Regions from separate parts of the Ovis aries genome. Here region 1 is linked to region 2. A link is a contact called in public Hi-C data. All regions are on one chromosome and are shown on one strand. Each heading gives the region's core, a stretch centred on a gene start, on an enhancer-like site or on the middle of the called end of the contact. The rest is flanking DNA. Distances are from core to core; before and after follow the strand shown. Region 1 has its middle 55 kb from the start of C15H11orf96. Region 2 holds the start of C15H11orf96 (chromosome 15 C11orf96 homolog).

What was found. A called contact is a pair of places that touch in the nucleus more often than the background predicts.
Region 1: a Hi-C map of tail adipose tissue shows a contact between it and region 2, with 2.4 times the contacts expected there. The contact joins the enhancer-like site here to the promoter of C15H11orf96 in region 2. A contact is called at or near these places in 3 of 16 Hi-C or Micro-C datasets (mixed tissues, muscle and tail adipose tissue).

The regions. Positions count from the first base shown.
Region 1 is chr15:73,006,509-73,009,942 of ARS-UI_Ramb_v3.0, forward strand. No RefSeq gene overlaps it. Among named protein-coding and RNA genes, the nearest start is that of C15H11orf96, 55 kb to the left of the region's middle. Within about 2 kb of position 2,128, at least 7 of the 54 cell types and tissues checked have an H3K27ac peak or open chromatin away from gene starts, as enhancers often do. A contact at or near this core is called in tail adipose tissue, where this site is marked.
Region 2 is chr15:72,951,302-72,954,769 of ARS-UI_Ramb_v3.0, forward strand. C15H11orf96 (chromosome 15 C11orf96 homolog) reads left to right here and starts at 2,076. Exons shown (of 1, transcript XM_015101113.4): 1 at 2,076-3,389. The coding sequence starts at 2,343. The coding sequence ends at 2,714.

The DNA of each region.
Region 1 (3,434 bases), core at 878-3,377, 55 kb after region 2:
GGCTGGCTTTCCTCAGCCACAGCCCCTCTCCCTGTGGGGACACCCTCACCATCTCCTTTTCTCTCTTCATGTCCAGTCAACATATTCTCCCTGCCGGGATGCTGAAAGAAGAGGGCTGGTCGCTGGGTCTTGGTCTGTTTGTGGCTTTGAAGGTGTGGAGTAGCCACAGTGCATTTGTTGGGAAAGCTTTGGTTAACGCTGGTGATGTAGACAGCTCACGGGAGCAGAAATGGGGATGGTGGGTGGGCCTGGGGGGCTCCAACAACGCCCCTTCCCGATTCACAGGTGACAGAGCCTGAATGACGGTGCCCAGGGAGCTGTGGGTGGCGGATGGTGCCCTCAGCTGCCCTACCTTTCCTCTTCATCTCCCTCAGAGAGGCCTTCCCAGGACCACTCATCTCACCGGCCTCTCCCATCCCAAGACCCTCTCGACCACTTCCTAAACATTTTGTTTCAAACAGCTTATCACCACTGTAAACTATCGGCTTCTTTACCCTTGTTGCTCTTGTGTGTGTGTGTGTATGTGGGTGCACAGGTGTGCACGCAGCTCTGGCATGGGGGAGGGAGTAAAGATGCCCCTTCTGAGAACATCTGTCCCCAGGGCTCTGGCCTGGACCAGGCGCACAGTAGCCTGAACTCTGTTCTAGGGGTCTGGGAGCCAGGGGTCTGGGTCTCTGGTCTGGACTTGGCCTTGGGGTTACTGGCGGGCCTGTAAGTCCCGCCTGGCATGGTTAGGAACCCCCGGAGCCAGCTCTGAGAAGATGTGTGTGCAGGGCGCAGCCAGGCAGTGATTCGGGATCTGGGCTGTGGAATGGGAGGGAGAAAGCAGGGGTAGGATGCAGAGCAGTGGGTACCACCCCCCAGGTCACCCTGAAGGTGGGCGGCATTCCCCACGATATCAAGAGGGGGACTGAAGAGCAGAATTTCATCGCTTTCACTTAATTCACTCATCTAGAAATATCTGTCGCGCACTTTCTATGTGCCTGGAACGGGGGATGTGGTCCTTGCCTACGTGAGTGTCCATCTTAGCTGGGGAGAGGGACGACCGCCAAGTCGGCGTATAGGGTCCGTTTGGGTGTTGGCCACCGCTATGAAGGGGAGAGAAGAGAGTGACAGGGCTGGGAATTCTTTCAGATGCTGAGCAGAGGGAGGGAGGCGGTACAGAGACAGGACACGCTCTGGGCCGCTGGGGAGATGGAGGGCGCAGGGCACGCGGCGGCCTGAGATCACGAGGGGATGCAAAGGAGCAGGAGTAACTTTTTAAGGAACACACCGAGCAGATGGAGGTGTCATGCCTGGGCCACTTGTAAATCACCCATTAAATGTTGTGCTTAAAGATAATCACAAAGGGCCTCGTGGAAGCAAGGAGAATCAGATGTGGTTTGGATTCCAGCTTCTTAACCCACTATCGCCCGGGCGACCCGTTATCTCCTGGAACCTCAGTTTCCTCACCTGTGAAACGAAGAAGAAGAAAGAACACAAATGATCCGTATGTGGAATGAGAGTAGACATAGCTAGAGATTCTGCAGACATCAAACGAGGAAGGGAATGTTATAAACAACTTTATGCCAGTACAGTGAATGTTTAGATACAAAAAGTTCTCTGAAAGGCAAAAGCAGCGAAAATGGATTCAAGGGGGAAAAGAATATTTTAATGCCTTTAATCCCTGAAAGAAGTTTAAAAAAAAAAATCTGATTCTGAGCCCTGTTTCTGGCGCATGGTAGGTAGGTGTCTAACACACACAGCCATTATCATGCACTTATTCCAAACAATGATGTCAATATTTCATCATCTTCAGAAACACCTTACATTATAAGGGGGAAAAAAAATCTGTTTCACCATTAAACTCTCCTATACCTATTCCACCCCCACTAGCATCCAAAGACATCATCTACTTTATCTATTAGGCTCGATACAAAAGACTTTCGCTTGTTACTAAAAATATGCAGCTCGCTTGCCTTGGAAGAGGATGCCCAGAGGAATGTACTGCAGCTTTAGACTGCTTGTAAGTACAAACAAGAGGTTTGGGTGTGCAGAAGCCGGAAGGGTAGCTTATATTATATGTTCCTGCAGCTCCCCACGTCCCATGTGACAGTGACCCAGCAAGGCTCCGTGTTCGGGGATGCGGCTGGGACACGGCGCCACGGCCAGGCTCTGAATGCATTAGCAGTGACCCAGAGTCAGTGGCGTCCAAAAGGACCTTTTCTCCTTCGATCTTGCCAAGATATTCATTTCAAAGAAGGCCCTGGCTCCTTCCGGCAGCCGTTCCCGTCGGTCACGTGCCTCCCCTCACAGGGCTGTGTTGCACAACTGGCTTTCCAAGCAGGGGTCAGGTCTTGTCCCCTTCCTGTCACAGCCTTGCCCAACTGAGGGAAGTTGTTCCAAGCCTGGGCCATGAGCCTTCGATGTGGAGAGCAGGTGGCACGTGTCTGCTGGACCGAGTGGAGGCTGCTTGGGGATGGGAGGGACCCCTGGGGGACCACCTGGCACCAGGCAAGGGGCACCAGAGGGGTGACCCGGGGGCAGGGGCATTGGGGGGATGTGGGGGTGGGGCAAAGCCTTCAGCTCACACTCCGGGGATCACTCGAAGCTGAGGTCCAGGGACCTTCGGATCAGAGAGAGAGACTCAAAGATGGGTGCCAGGGACCCATCCAGTTTCATCCAACTTCCCATTCGTCAGATGGGAAAACTGAGGCCCAGGGAGAAAAAAGGGAGTTGGCCAAGGCAGCACAGTAGGTTCTTTCCAGCCTCCTCCCACGGATGGGGACACAGATACCACATGGGGCCTGGGCCACCTCCGTGGCCTGCAGGGAAGCTTGGCTCAGGGGGCGGCAGAGTGAGCCTGGGAACATGGGTGACTCTGCGGAGGAGGCTGGAAAGGACCCCTGGTGGGCATCGTCCTCAGAAGAGGGGGAGCCTGGGCTGTGGACATGGAGCAACATGGAGGGAGGCCGGCTGTCCCACGGCCCCTGTTTAAAATGGGGAGTGGCTCTGTGGAGCGGGTCCCCAAGGGTACCCCCGCAGCCCTGCACGCTTTTCAGTGGTCACAAAGCCTGCAGCGCCACCAGCCAGAGTCTTTTCAGGGGATCCTCTGCCTTTCTGTTTTCAGGGCAATATCCCAGGAGAACAGAACACGCCCCCAGACTCCGTGAGTTTCGGTCCTGCCAGTGAGGCCCTAAACACTTCTTCCCTGTTTCCTGGGGGGAGCAGCCATCAAGTGGGCCTGCCTCTGCCCACCTCCCATGGTCGTCTGAAGACCACTCAAGATAATGGCAGGAAAGTGCTTTGGGAACCGAAGCGCAGGCCTGCCTAAGAGGTGGTGCTAGTTAATGATTTATGCCTGGGGGTGCTGTGTTTCCTGGCAGGAAGTTGGCAGGAGGGAAGGAGACCACAGTGAGAGATAGGAAAGCTGGAAGCCAGCAGCTGAGTTTCCC
Region 2 (3,468 bases), core at 826-3,325:
CAAACAAACAAACAAACCAACCAACAACAACACCGATAATCTCCACAGCGTGATCATCAAGGCCTTCTGTGACTGTCCGTCCTTCTCGCACTTCCTGCCCGCTCTGCTTTAGCCACAAGAGTCTTCTTGCTCTTCCTGGAATATGCCGCGCTCTTTACCGCCTCAGTGCCTTGGCACTGTTCTTCTGTGGGAAACACTTGCCTCCCGTTTGTCACACCCTGGTTCCTTCTGTGTCCTCCACGGGGGGCAAAGAGCCTCAGTGGAATGCATAAATGAGGGGTCTTGGGGTCTAAGTCTTCTGGGTTTGAATCTCAGCTCTGCTGCTTACTAGCTGTGTGACCCTGGGGAAAGGTGCTTAGCTCCTCTGTGCCTTGATTTTCCTATCTGTAAAGAGGGATAGTAAAAGTACTTGTTATCCAAGGTTGCTGAGAGGATTAAATAAAAGTGATCACATTAAATGAGTTAATGCACAAAAAAAGAGTCAAGAGCTGTGGCATCTATAAAACACTTGACTGTGCTATTATTGAGGAGTTCATGGCAACCCACTCTAGTATTCTTGCCTGGAGAACCCCCATGGACAGAGGACCCTGGCGGGTTATAGTCCATGCGGTTGTAGAGTCGGACATGACTGAGCGATTAAGCACAGCACAGCTTAGTGCTATTATCGTCCTTCAGGGAGCACCTTAAATACTCTGAGGAGCCTTTCCTGGCCACCCGCAGACCCCGCCCCCACCCCTCCTCACCCCCCATCTCTCTGTCTGCACCCCTGACACACCACCCCCAGTACATTCCTTGTTTAGGTGTTTATCGTCCACTCTGCCCGCTTCCCTAGACTGTAACTTTCTTGAGGGCAAGGACTTTCCTGAACTGGTATTCTGCAGGTTCTCAATAAATCTTTGTTGAATGGCTATGGAACGAATGGAGGCCAAAGTCCATTGATTCCCACCTTTCCCAGCAGCCCTGAGAGCTAGGTGCTGGCACCCCAGGGCTATGTGTCAAAAACGATGCTCAGGGTTTTTTCTTGGGAGCCTGGGAACCCCAGGCAGGGGGCCTACTTTTAGAAGCCCTGGGGGCATTGGTGGGCACCAATCCTTAGCAGGCGGCAATCAGAGCCTGGAGTCTGGAGTGGGAGACGGTTCGGTCCATCAGTCTCTAGTGGACTACTGATCCTCTCTGTGCCTCCACCTTCTCATATGTAAAACTGAGAATACCAGCTACCTCACAGGGCTGTTAGGAAGATTAAGTGGGATAATATATGTAAAACACAGCTCCCTGCCTGGCTTGGAGTAAAGCTCTCCATATGGTTAGTTATCATTATTGTTGTTGTCAGTGCCATATCTAAGTGTCATTCTTCTGAGCGTGAATGGGGGTGCGCGAGGGACTTGGAGGGTGCAGGGAGTTGAAGACACAGACATAAAGACAATTAGGGGAGAGAAGCGGACTGGAGTCATCGGCTGTGTTTGTATTCATGAGTGCCTCTGTGCGTGCGTGCGTGTGTTTTTGTGCGCGCGTGGGGAGGAGAGGTGGCATGGATCCAAAGGAGAAATCCGGTTCTTCCTCGGAACTCGGTTTTGGGGAGCCCGAGGGACCTGGCTTTCCCTGCGGCAAGGAAGACTGGGAGCTGCCTCCGCCCCGCGCGCGCTCAGCCCAGAGCCCTAGGCCAAACAACCGAGCGTCTCGATTGTGTGTTTCTGGGATTAGGCGGCTGGATGGGGTAGGGGTCGGGGGGCTGACTTGCGCCCGCGCGGCCAGCACGGTTGGTCCAGACTTGGGGAATCCTAGGGCGGGCAGGACCCACTCGCTCCCCGACCGCCCCGCGCCCGGGCCCCGCCGCGCGCTCCGCAGCCTCGGATGCTCCCGGAACGCCCGCGGGTGGGGCCTGCCTTCCGGAGCCGGGTTGGCAGGCGGCGCTGGGGTGGGGGGGGAAGGGCCGCTACTTTCCCAGAGTGGCGGGGCGACGTCAGGCGGAAGGGCGCGGGGCGCGCACGCTTTAAATGGCATTCGCTGTCATCCGAGCTCGCAGCCGTGTGGGCAGGAGCCGGCTATATAAGCGGCGGGCCGGGCCGCCGCCGGGCAGACGGCGACAGCGGCGGCGGCGAGCGCCTCGGAGCAGCGCACCCCGACCCCACCCAGCCCCGGAGCCCCGCGCCCCCCGACGGGCCCGCCCGCCCTCCAGAGGAGCGCCGACCCGGGCCCGTGAGGGCCGCCACCACCCCGCAGCAGATTTGGATCCCCCGCCCGGCGAGCCCCAGGCTGCTGCCTCCCGGGGGGCCCCGGCGCAGCGGCCGCCCCCGGAGAGCCGCGCCGCCCCGCCGGCCGGCCCCGAAGACACCGGCCGCACCATGGCGGCCGCCAAGCCCGGCGAGCTGATGGGCATCTGCTCCAGCTACCAGGCGGTGATGCCGCACTTCGTGTGCCTGGCCGACGAGTTCCCGCAGCCCATGCGGCCGGCCAAGCTGTCCAAGGGCAAGGGCCGGCTGCGGCGGCCGCGCCAGTCGCGTTTCAAGACGCAGCCGGTGACCTTCGACGAGATCCAGGAGGTGGAGGAGGAGGGGGCGTCCCCTATGGAGGAGGAGAAGGCCAAGAAGTCGTTCCTGCAGAGCCTGGAGTGCCTGCGCCGCAGCACGCAGAGCCTGTCGCTGCAGAGGGAGCCGCTCAGCGGCTGCAAACTGAGGAACAGCCTGGACTCCAGCGACTCCGACTCGGCCCTGTGACCGGCGCCGCCCGCAGCCGGGACTCGCGCGCCCAGGCGGCGCGTCGCGACGGACCAGCGTGCGAACCCCGAGGGGGCCCCGCGCCCTGCACCTCGGGGTCCCCCATCAGCCGAGCACCCTGGTTGGGGGACCGCCTGGACCCTCACCCGACTGCGAACTGGTCCGGGCGTCCCGAGCTGAGCTCGCCCCGGGCGGGAGCGCGCGCCGGGGAGCCGGGGCGCCCGGGGAAGGGGGTGCCGCCTTTCTTTGCCCTTGTAAATGTTTATTTTTTAACTCTTCCCAGTACGAACTCTGCTGTGAGTGTGTGCGGGGAGGCGCACCCGCGCTGAGTCGCCGCGGGTCCCCGGGGCTTCGCGGAGAGTCGCTCCACGCCCTTGTCCGATGGTCTGAAACTCCGATTTTTGCACACCGCTCCACCGTACCCACCCCTCCCCGCCACCCCCCGCGCGCACACCCGTTCACACTCACGCCGACCCACTCTCGCTGAACACTTTTATAATTGTTAGGCGCGGCCGATGGGACTTGGGTCGCAGCGCAGCTGGCGCTGTGGCCGGAGGATTGATATTTATTTTTGCATTGCGATGGCTGATGGCGTTTATTTAACGATCTTTTTACCTAGATATGTCTGTGAGGCTCCCGAACGGAGACAAATAAAGTCAATATATTTGCACAGTGCATTTCTCAAGGCTCTTGACTTCTTGGACCCCTTTAGGGCCCAGGTTCCCAAAACTAGGGGACAAGTGGGGAGGATTAA